Linked DNA regions of Triticum aestivum: region 1 is linked to region 2. The links are chromatin contacts, called in public Hi-C maps. All regions are on one chromosome and are shown on one strand. The core of a region is the stretch at or near the end of the contact, and the rest is flanking DNA. Distances in the headings are between cores, read along the strand shown. Region 1 holds the start of LOC123069381. Region 2 holds the start of LOC123069379 (putative ubiquitin-conjugating enzyme E2 38).

The links. Hi-C and Micro-C count contacts between places; a contact is called where the count stands out from the background.
Region 1: a Hi-C map of leaf shows a contact between it and region 2, with 5 times the contacts expected there. The contact joins the promoter of LOC123069381 here to the promoter of LOC123069379 in region 2. A contact is called at or near these places in 2 of 5 Hi-C or Micro-C datasets (both in leaf).

The regions. Positions count from the first base shown.
Region 1 is chr3B:206,954,465-206,960,571 of IWGSC CS RefSeq v2.1, forward strand. LOC123069381 reads right to left here and starts at 4,227. Exons shown (of 2, transcript XM_044492233.1): 1 at 3,218-4,227; 2 at 2,772-3,075. The coding sequence starts at 4,164. The coding sequence ends at 3,000.
Region 2 is chr3B:206,366,980-206,370,921 of IWGSC CS RefSeq v2.1, forward strand. LOC123069379 (putative ubiquitin-conjugating enzyme E2 38) reads right to left here and starts at 2,017. Exons shown (of 7, transcript XM_044492229.1): 1 at 1,948-2,017; 2 at 1,455-1,481; 3 at 266-510; 4 at 123-186. The coding sequence starts at 2,017.

The sequences.
Region 1 (6,107 bases), core at 2,977-5,476, 590 kb after region 2:
CAACAGTAAGACCAAAGCCACCATCTTCGCAACCTCTGTCGCTACTCCTATCTAACTGATGAAGCGGCGCTGATGGTCTGGGCCTAATACCAAACAGACCTCGCAGCCAAACCTAACATCTAAGACCTGAGGTCCCAACCTGGACGCTTGTCGGGTATGGGCACCCACCAGTCCGGCGTGCTCCTCAACCAGGCCGCCCGCCGGGTATGAGGCCGCCACAACCACCTACCACATATCCATCTTCAGAGCTGTACTGTTGTAACGGCCTTGCCCGGTCTCGCTGCCGCTGACGCCACCACGACGCCAGACAGCGTCGACCTACTGCGCGTGTCCGTCACCACACATCTGATGCCAAGCCTCCGCTGCTCCATGCCGCCAAGAGCCGCCGCCAAGAATATGTAGAACGAAACACCGCTCCACCGAAGGGAGGCATCACACCCCCACCCCTCACCCGCAGACCCTTCCATCCGATCCCAATGTCCTTGGCGTCGCCTCCAGGAAGGTTACGGTGCACAGGGCGCCGCCGACGCCCGATCCGCATCGGATCCTGGGCTTTCACCCGGACATGGGTTGGAGAGGAGAGATGGTGCCCTCAGCAACGCCCCCAAGGAGGAAAGCGGCGCCAAAAATCGGCGTCGCCGCTGCCGGTCAGCCTAAGGCACCCAAGGTTTCCCCCGGACACCGATCTGCTCCACCAGAACACACCGGAGGTGGATCCGGCGAGATCCAAACCGAACCGGGGACTGGGAAGGGATGCATGGAAGGGAGAGGGGCAATACCTCCAGATCTGGCACGCCTACGGCTCGCCGTCCTCACGGCCGAACCCACAGGCACGCCGCACGCCACCAGATGCGCCGCACCAGATCGATGATGGCCAGCCTCAGCGCCGCCCCCCACTCTCCCGACGAGGGAGAGGAGGAAACAACGCCGCCGCTGAGCCCGGGGCCGCCGCCCCGGCTTGCCCGCGCCTGGCCAGACGCAACCGCCGCCGGAAGGCCTTCGTCCAGGGCCGAAGACTTGCGGCGCGCGACGAGGGTGCCCCGCCACCGCCGTCCGCCGAGTGGGCTTTGCCCGTCGGCCTCCTCCGGCGGTGGCGGGTGGAGCGAGGGAGAAAAGGGGAGCGGGGGCGGCGGCGGCTAGGTCGCCCGAGCCGCCCCCAGGGAGCGACGCGAGCGAACCTATAAAAATGGGGAGATTTTCACTTCCCGGCCTCTGCACCAACTAAAGATGCATACGGCCATTTTAGTATGAGTACCAAGATAAACATGGTCCTTAGAATTTTTTAAATGAGTATCAAGATATTTCTTGATGAGTGGTTCCACCACACATCAAGCTTGATCCTCAATAAATGGGGGAAAACCCTTGTGCATCACCTGTCAATTCTGGGAATTGAACTCGGGTCGTTGGGTTGCACAACCACATACCCAACTACTGAGCCAAAGCTCTCTCTGCAGAGGTATCGGGGATGTATCGTGAAAAAATCAGTATCGAATACGGTATCCGATACGGTACACTGGTTGCTGGAAGTATCGGTGTTATCCTGAGTGTACTAGTGGTTTCATAGGAGTGTAGGTTATGACGTCATCATGACAAATATTACTACTTCCAACCAGTTCTTGACAGAGTAGGATCGAGCTGCGACATCTGAAACTCATATTGGGTGGAAACTTAAGCTGGAACCTGAACCACAACTATGTTAATACATCGGAAATGGAAGAATATCTCGCTTCTCTGTGGAGAGTACCACGCCACGACAGAGAAGGAACATTAAAAACTGGATGTGCACTTGCTCTGGTTCTTGGTTTTTTTTTTTCATACACCCAATTATTGTCACTAACTTTTGCCCCTTAACCTCTAAGTCTGCTGTTTCTGAGGTATGGATTTTATTCAACTTTTTTTTTTAAATCCATGTGTTCTGAGTTTGAGGTTCATCCATAGATCATATGGATACTCGTTGTTTTCCACTTCCTAGGTCACAGTCAGTTTTGCATTATTTGAGTATAGTAACAGGGGCAACATCTGCCCCTGCCATTGAACATTTAAACGTGAAGTGAACACCAGGTTGTTTGCGGTTGAAGGAAGTTTACACTAATTTTAGCTCACCCTGTACTTTCATAGCATCACAAAAGTCCCAGTTCCCCCATGAGCTGGACATCTGTTCACGTCAATGTTACAAAACGTTATAAAACGACACGGAGATTATGAGGTAGGCTTTTCATTCATTTGCATTTTGCAATATACCAGTGTTAAATATGTTAACCTTGTTTGTGGTTTATTTCATCTAAGAACCTGCAAGGCCTCGATCAGCATTCCAGGTCGGTGTTGGTAGAACCCTTGGTGGATCGTGTTAGGATTTAATTAATCCTATTAATCCCTGCTTTCCTAATCGAGGCGATTGTCTCGTGTCCCTTTGGACGCACCCTTTTCGGGGCTATATATATGTGTAATCCCATCGTCAATGAGAACAACTATTTACTTTTACATCTTTGTGTTTTGTCTCTCGGTCTCTACCCGAAACACGTTATCAGCACGTAGAATCTGCCCCGAGCAATTGACGACACGAAAAGAAGAAACAGTCGCGCGGCCGCGGAGACGCTCGGCCACAACGCCTCTTCTTCCGGCGCGGTGCCGCGACGCCAATGAGTAACGGCAATGGCGGCGGCGGCGGCAACATGCGGCAACGTCTCGAAGCATGCATCCATTCATCTGCACGGTTGGCTGCGCAGGAACATGCACCGGCAGCGCCTCGAAGCATCCATCCATCCGTACAGGATAGTAATCATCAGATGTCAATTTTGGTTGTCTTCTTGTGATTAAGAAATCCAGAGTAAGAAGTATCCAATCAACTGCGCTTCGTCGAATCTGCCCAGCGATGGCGCTGGCGCTGGTCCGGCCGCTCAAGTACCGGGAATCAAAGTCCGGCCGCTCCCTGCATCCATCCATCGAAGTAGCGGCTATCTCTGCCGCTCGCGCGCCGGCGCCCCTTTGACTCAGCTTCTCTAAAGGCCATGCCGTGGTGGGCGGTTACGCATGAACCTGGAGGAAGCAAAGACGGGCATCCGCATGCATGCATCCCTACACGGAATCGACCAGGGAGAAGTTAATTCTATTGTCTTCTTGTGATTAAGATCGGCAATCGATTATGTTCTCATGAATGGCCTACGGGAATTTCTTTATTGAAATTGATCATAACAGAACACAGGAAAGATGGAACAACCGTGCGAAGAGAAGCGGGGCAGGCCGCAGACTAGCGCAGCGGCGCGGCGCGGCCAAAGACGCGGATCGGCGGTGGTTGATGACGCCTTCCATGCCAACCGCCTCCCTGTGCAGCAACGCTGTGGCGTCTTCACGGCCGGCGTCGCCCTCGCCGACCACCGCGAATCCCGGCGTGGAGGCGGTGCCCAGTGCGCTTGCAGCCCTCGGTTTTGACGCGGCCTCGACCCCGCGGCGTCCCGTTCGCTGTGAGGTGAAGTGCTCAGACGGCGCGGCCTCGGCCGGCGTCCGGAGACAACCAAACCAAGGAGGAGGCGGCTGTGGCCCACGGCTCCGATGTGGAGACAGCGGCCAGCGACCATAGCGCGTCGTTCCCAACCGTTCGCGGCGCAGCGCGCAGCACGCAGCCCTCCTCCGGCGCGGCTCGCAGCCCGATGGCACAAGCGGCCAGCGGCCGATGCGGTTCTCTCCGCTCGGCCATGGCGCGGCAGGCTCATTCTCGCGGGCGCACCGGCTACGCTCCCCGGTCTCCAACTCGAGGCGCAAAGGCGATACTGCCTCCGGCAGGCCAGTGCACAGCGCGAGCACATCTCGGCCAACGGCCGGCGTTTGGAACGGCTGCTCCATCCTGCATGGCCAGCATGGCCCCTCCGGCATCGCCCGCAGCATCTTCCCCGGCTTCCACCGGCTCACCACGGCCGGAGCAACGACCCGGCGCCAACGTACTCTACGTACCGGCGGTGTAGTGGTGTACAAAGCCAAAACGAGTCTTTGATTCGTAACCACACAGAGAAAGCCGATGGTGCTTATCTCTTCGTTGTTTTTCAGTTTTCCCATCAAGGTATTACTGTACAACGTCATTGTTTTGCGATTGAAATTAAGTTTAAGTTTTCTCGCATAACAGTACTGATTTGCGATTGAAAATTTTCTTTTCTCGCAAAACAATTTCATTGCGATTGAGATTAATTTCCTCTCGCAAAATATTAATTCACTTTGCTGAATTATCTTGCAACTTGATACAACATCATCTCATTTAATTTGAGGTCTATATAATTCAAGTTTTTCACTTGAACATCAAGATTGCAACATCATTACTATTCATTATGATAATGGTGTATTTCTGTTGAGTACGATGTATTCTGGAATGTATGTATCTCCATGTTCGCTACATGTCGAGATTAATACGTCTATTTGCAATTGAGATTTTTAATTTCTTGCAAATAAGAATGCAAAATTCAAAGTGATTTCTTCAAATTGATGTATTGGGATCACAAGGTAGTCATATAGATCCAATGCCTTTGCAGATTATCAATGACTACTGTTAAAGCCTATATTTTGTCATTTTGACATTATAATTGCTTTACAAAGTGCTCTCCCACACATTTTACTAAGTCATGACATAAGACATTACGAGTGAGTATCTACTGATTTCATCAGATTATACTCTCTAGTGTTGCGAGATCTACTCCATTTTGGAGATTATCTTCAAGGTGTCATATTTAGCAATTTGAGGTTCACGCTAATGGTTTCAAAATAACTTCTTGAAATACCCATTGATTTTGCTAAGTTCATTACAACATCAACCATGACGGTCCTTAATTTACTAGTTGTAAATTAATTATCTCTGGTTTACCCATGGCGGTAAAATATGGCTATAGAATTTGAGGCATTCGCTCTCAATGGCCACCACTACCCTATCTGGGCCATGGACATCATGACCGCTTTTGTGTCCCGTGGGATACTGCCTCTGGTCAGGATCACACCGCTAACAGAAAATGATGTCTTATATATCATAAGGCAGTAGATTCAGATCTCGGCATCTGATTATTCTGTATCAGCAATTCCTGGGGTACAATGAACCTCATGGGCAAAGGTTTGAATCTTACTTCAACCTTCAATCTGACATCACCAGCTGTGACGGGACCCTATCAGCATGGAGAATGTGATGGTTGAATATGCCTCAGCCGACATGTTTGGAGACTATGAATAGTCTTTCAATCTCCCGAGTGGTCAATATAATTAATGTACATTTATGATGTTGTAACAACAACATAAGTATTGTTGTCATCGTCATATATTGTATATCACAATATATTGTATCAGCACTTCGGTACAAATACATTTGTATGTCTATATATCTGACAGTGATTTTCATATTGAGAATCTTCATGTCTATATATAGATTTCTACGGGAGTCAATCCGATGAAAAATGATATGTGCCTTGTGGACATATGCACTACAATCTCTATACTTAGGGAAGTTCAATGTTTCCACTCTCATTGAGAGAAAGGAGATATTTTAAAATCGCTAGACGCGATGAGGTATTTGTTGGCTCAACTCGAGTCATATTTACTATCCCTGTGGGTACTCGAGTAACGTCGAGATGCTTTATGCTTCTCAGGTTTCACTCGTACCCTACTAAACTATGGAGGTATCCGTCAAAATAGTTTCCATAGCGAAACTTATGATGACAACAAAGAGGAATAACTTCTCTTTACCATATGCAACGGATATGGCAAGCACATTCTATGTGTATCATCTGGATTGTACTACACATATGACACAACCCGTAGCACATGTTGTGTACGAGATAGTTTTCCAGAGTGTCTTGTACATGACAAACTTGGCATACTCGCCTTGGTCATCGAGACATTGGGTTGAAACAGAAACTAACAACAATTCCAATAGTTTATGATTATTATGATGCTAAATTCTAATAACATTTGGATTTCATGTGCACTACAAGTGACACAGGAAAGCTAATTTTAAAGCTTGCACACCTTAAATTCTACGATGAACCACTCAGACTCCTTGAATGCATCAAGTCGAGGTAAGTGGCTCTTCCCAGCCATTAAGTAGACTATTCAGGTATTCCATGGTTCTAAAAGACATA
Region 2 (3,942 bases), core at 767-3,266:
AACAGTTTGATGACAATAATAAAGGACCTTTGGATGCTTTCGGTATTCACCGTCAATGTCATGATAGTTCGATGATAAAAAATATATAATTGATTTCATCATAAAGAAATATATGTACCGACCAGGTAGATCTCTCTGTAGAAGCTTCCATTCATTTTGGATTGTTTTCGTCCAATCTTTGCTCATCTGCTCACATATTGGTGGCAGGAAATTAATTCACAGTTAAACCTAATAGAGATAGAGTTCAAAAAAGGACATAGCATACCTTCCCTGGTGAGGTCTTTGCATAGTGGTGGTCAGAGTAATCTTGAACAACGTCAAATTGGTTAAATAACTTGTGATCCTCATTTTCAGATCCATCTGCTGCCTTTATCATCGATGAGATGTTACTTGAACATTCAGGTTCATGTTTTTGCAGTGACAGCACATTACCAGACCCACTTGAACAGGGATCCAAAAGAATGTTACTTGCAAGGACATTTACAGTGGAGTGTGGAGCAGCACTAGCACCTGAATCCAGAAGATTATGACCTAAGTATGAATGTTATCACCACATATGTACATACTTTTAGAGTTTAGGACAGATACAGAGGGGGAGAAACTCCAACAGGCACTAGCAACTACGGCATTTTAATTTGGAAGAAGAACAAGCCTGTACAGGATGGGATCCCATCTAATGCAGCCAAGATCACTCATCTTGTTGGGGAGCAAAGCAACAATGCCTATGTGGTTCCTCCATCACATGGATTGCCCATCATCAAGGATAAAAGACACACGCCAAAAATTACCAGTAGCTGGTTATCAGCTTTCTTAATGGTGCTATCCCTGCCAATTGCAAAGTAAAGTATTTCTTTGCTGGGAGCCCTAACATCAAGGTTTCATTAAAATTGGTCTGAAATCTTCATGAGTTCAACGACAGGTTACTGCCATTTCATTAATGCCTGCTCCCATTCCTAATGAAAGCCAGCTAATTGTCATGTTAAATTCAGTGAAAGCAGGATGCCATTTTAAAGGAATGGTACAATGTAAAATCTACATAACATTAAGCTAATAGTTGTAATTCCCTCAAGCACGAACACCATACATGTAGTATATCCCTGACATCCAGCCCTTGTTTACACAGAGACTAAACTAATTGCTTCCTTAAACCGGTGATACAGACTCCTATATTTCTAAGAGGCTGCATTTTTTTTCAGATAATGGAAGTACAACCACTGAAGTAGCTGCATTGCGCATCTTCTTTTGCATGTAGTAAGAATGGCATAAGTATTTTATAGTAAAGAGTCACAACTCAGATACCCATTTGAGGGCTGTAATCAGTACTGCAAGTGAAAAATAAATTGTAATAGATATTTCTCAGATACTATCAGATGCCATTTAAAGTAAAAATAAAAAACCAATCAGGAGGAACAAACAGAACATTTCAAAAATTAACATTGGTCATCCGAAGCTACCTTGCCAAAGAGGGTCTATGGACTTGCCTGCATAAATAGAACCATTCATTAGAACATTCAGGGAAATAACAAGTTCTATAAAATGTTTTTCCAACAAATAATTGGTTTGATATAACAAACTCCAAAACATCGTTGAGCATCACAGACATGCATTCATATGCCAGTTTATATCCAACTAAAATACAGTAGCATTCAGATTCTATCGATGATATCGTACTTCAGTAGCTCCAACACAATCAAGACAAATAAGTGTATAAAACATCCTGACATAACTATCTGGACCATTCAACAGCCTCTAATTATTCTGTTATTCCAACAAATTACGACTGTCCCATTGGTATGCAGTTTCATCAAGAACACACACATGCATCATCATTATCCAAAAAAGGAAACATGGTTATTGTTTTAAAGAGGGCAAGGAGCATCCAGTGATCATGTGATGCACCCCCGACTGACAAAACAACCAAGTTAACTATTGAAGGTACATCATCACCTTTCTTGTTGGAATTCTTCTTCTTTTTCTTGCCAACTCCAAAGAGTTGAAGCAGCTTCTTGAGAACCATCTTCTAATCTAATCCGCCCACAGAGATGGCACCTGAAAAGCATGAAACGCCATTGGATTTGGAACCAACAGCTAGAAAGAAAGATGACGCAATTAGGCGGATAACAGAGGTAAATCAAGGCATGCGCATGAACGACATATGCATGAAAGTGAAGAACATGATAATCTTGGACAGGAGGAACTTTTTTCCCCACTTGGTTGATTTCTTGTTCCCCTTTTCCCTTTAATTAAGAAGAACTCATGTTCGTCGGCCCCAGTGAGTTGTTTATGTAGTAGTACAATACAAAACCCAGGCACTCCAATCAGTGCAGGAGTGACGCCATGGTCGGGCCAATGGACCCACGACACGACCAAACCCAGCAACAGACAAAACGAGACAAAGCACGCAAGAACATCACACCGCAGGAGAGAGGGGGGAAAAGCATTATGGGGGCAAAGAGTATCATCGCATCATGATAATAACTCCACAAGGCCAGAAAGAAAACGAAAGATTGCAGGATCTCGGGGGCATCCCTCCCTCCTCCCCAGATCGCACAATCAATCAAAAGAGAAGAGTAGAGAACCATCGCGAGGTACTGAAGAAAGAAGCGAGCAAACCAGCACAATCAAGGAGGAGAAGAGAGCAGAGCAGGACGGAATCGGGGGCAGCAGAGGAGGAGCAGACCGGAACCCTCGCCTGCTCCGTCGGTCCTGGCGCCACCGGTCGCCGGGGAAGTGGAGGGAAGCGCCGAAGGGGGTTCAGTCAGTAGTAGGGGTGCACTCGGCAGTAGTAGGCGAGAAAAAGGGCGAGGAGGCGAGGTGAGGTGCAGGAATGGGAGGAGACGGTCGGTCAGGGTGGGGGTGGGGGTGGTGGCTGCGTGCGCGAGCCCGAGCCCGGGTTTGCAGGGAGGGGAACGCGGGGTCACACCACACGGATGGGAGGGAGCTTGCGTGCCGGTGAGGCAAAGCTCGACCCCAACCGGCGCTTTTGCCTGCCCCGCCTCCACCCCGCAACACCGACCCACCCCAAGCACGGTGCACCGCGTCCCCCTCTGCAACCGCAAGCACCGTGCCATCAACTCTTTCCGTTCGATCCAGCCGGGGTTACCATACCCCATACGCATATTTGGCATCGTGGCCGTGATTAGGGGCGCGCGTCCGGTGATTCCCCTGCTCGTTTTGGGATGCCTTTTCCTTCCCTGGAAAGGAAGCGACAATGGCGAAATCCGGCATGTGATCCGTAGCCCTGGGTGCTCCTACGGCCATAGGACCTGGTACCTGCGCTGTGCGTGCCCTGTGCTATGCTAGGTTAAAAGGCCGGGAATCCCGCGTGAATACAGGAGTGGAAAGTGCCAACCTGCCCGCGATTCCTTTTTCCATGTATATATGCGGGCTCGCCAAGATAAGCACGAGATAAGGAGAAGACGGGACATGGGAACGGGAAATGGAAACATTTTCTCTTTTTCGGGAAAAGAGAGGCACGCATGGACGCATCCAGCCGAACACCACACGCACGCAGTTTGGCTTTCGTCTGACGGAAAGATACGGCCAAGCCCGGGGCATGAACCAGTCGTCGGCTTGGGGCTTCGCTTGTCGCGCAGCCGGACCCCAGGTTGATGGGCATAGCACTGATCCTGCACTCTCTTCAGTCCAGCGATCGTTTTCAGCACATATCCTGCACTCTTTGAGAGTGAAAGAGAAAAGAGTTTTGAGAGGAAAGAAGTGTCTATGGCCCTGTTTGTTTCATAAGTCCTATGACTTTTTTAAGTCCCAACTTATAAGTCATAAGTCCCTACCTGTTTGTTTACAGGGACTTATAAGTCCCGAGACTTATAAGTCCATGTTGCACCGCTGCAACGAGGCTCAGGAGAGGGTCTGTCCGGCGATTGGAGGCACCGTTGCAACGAACCGAGGCAGGGCAGCGAACCGAGGCAGGGCGGCGACGGG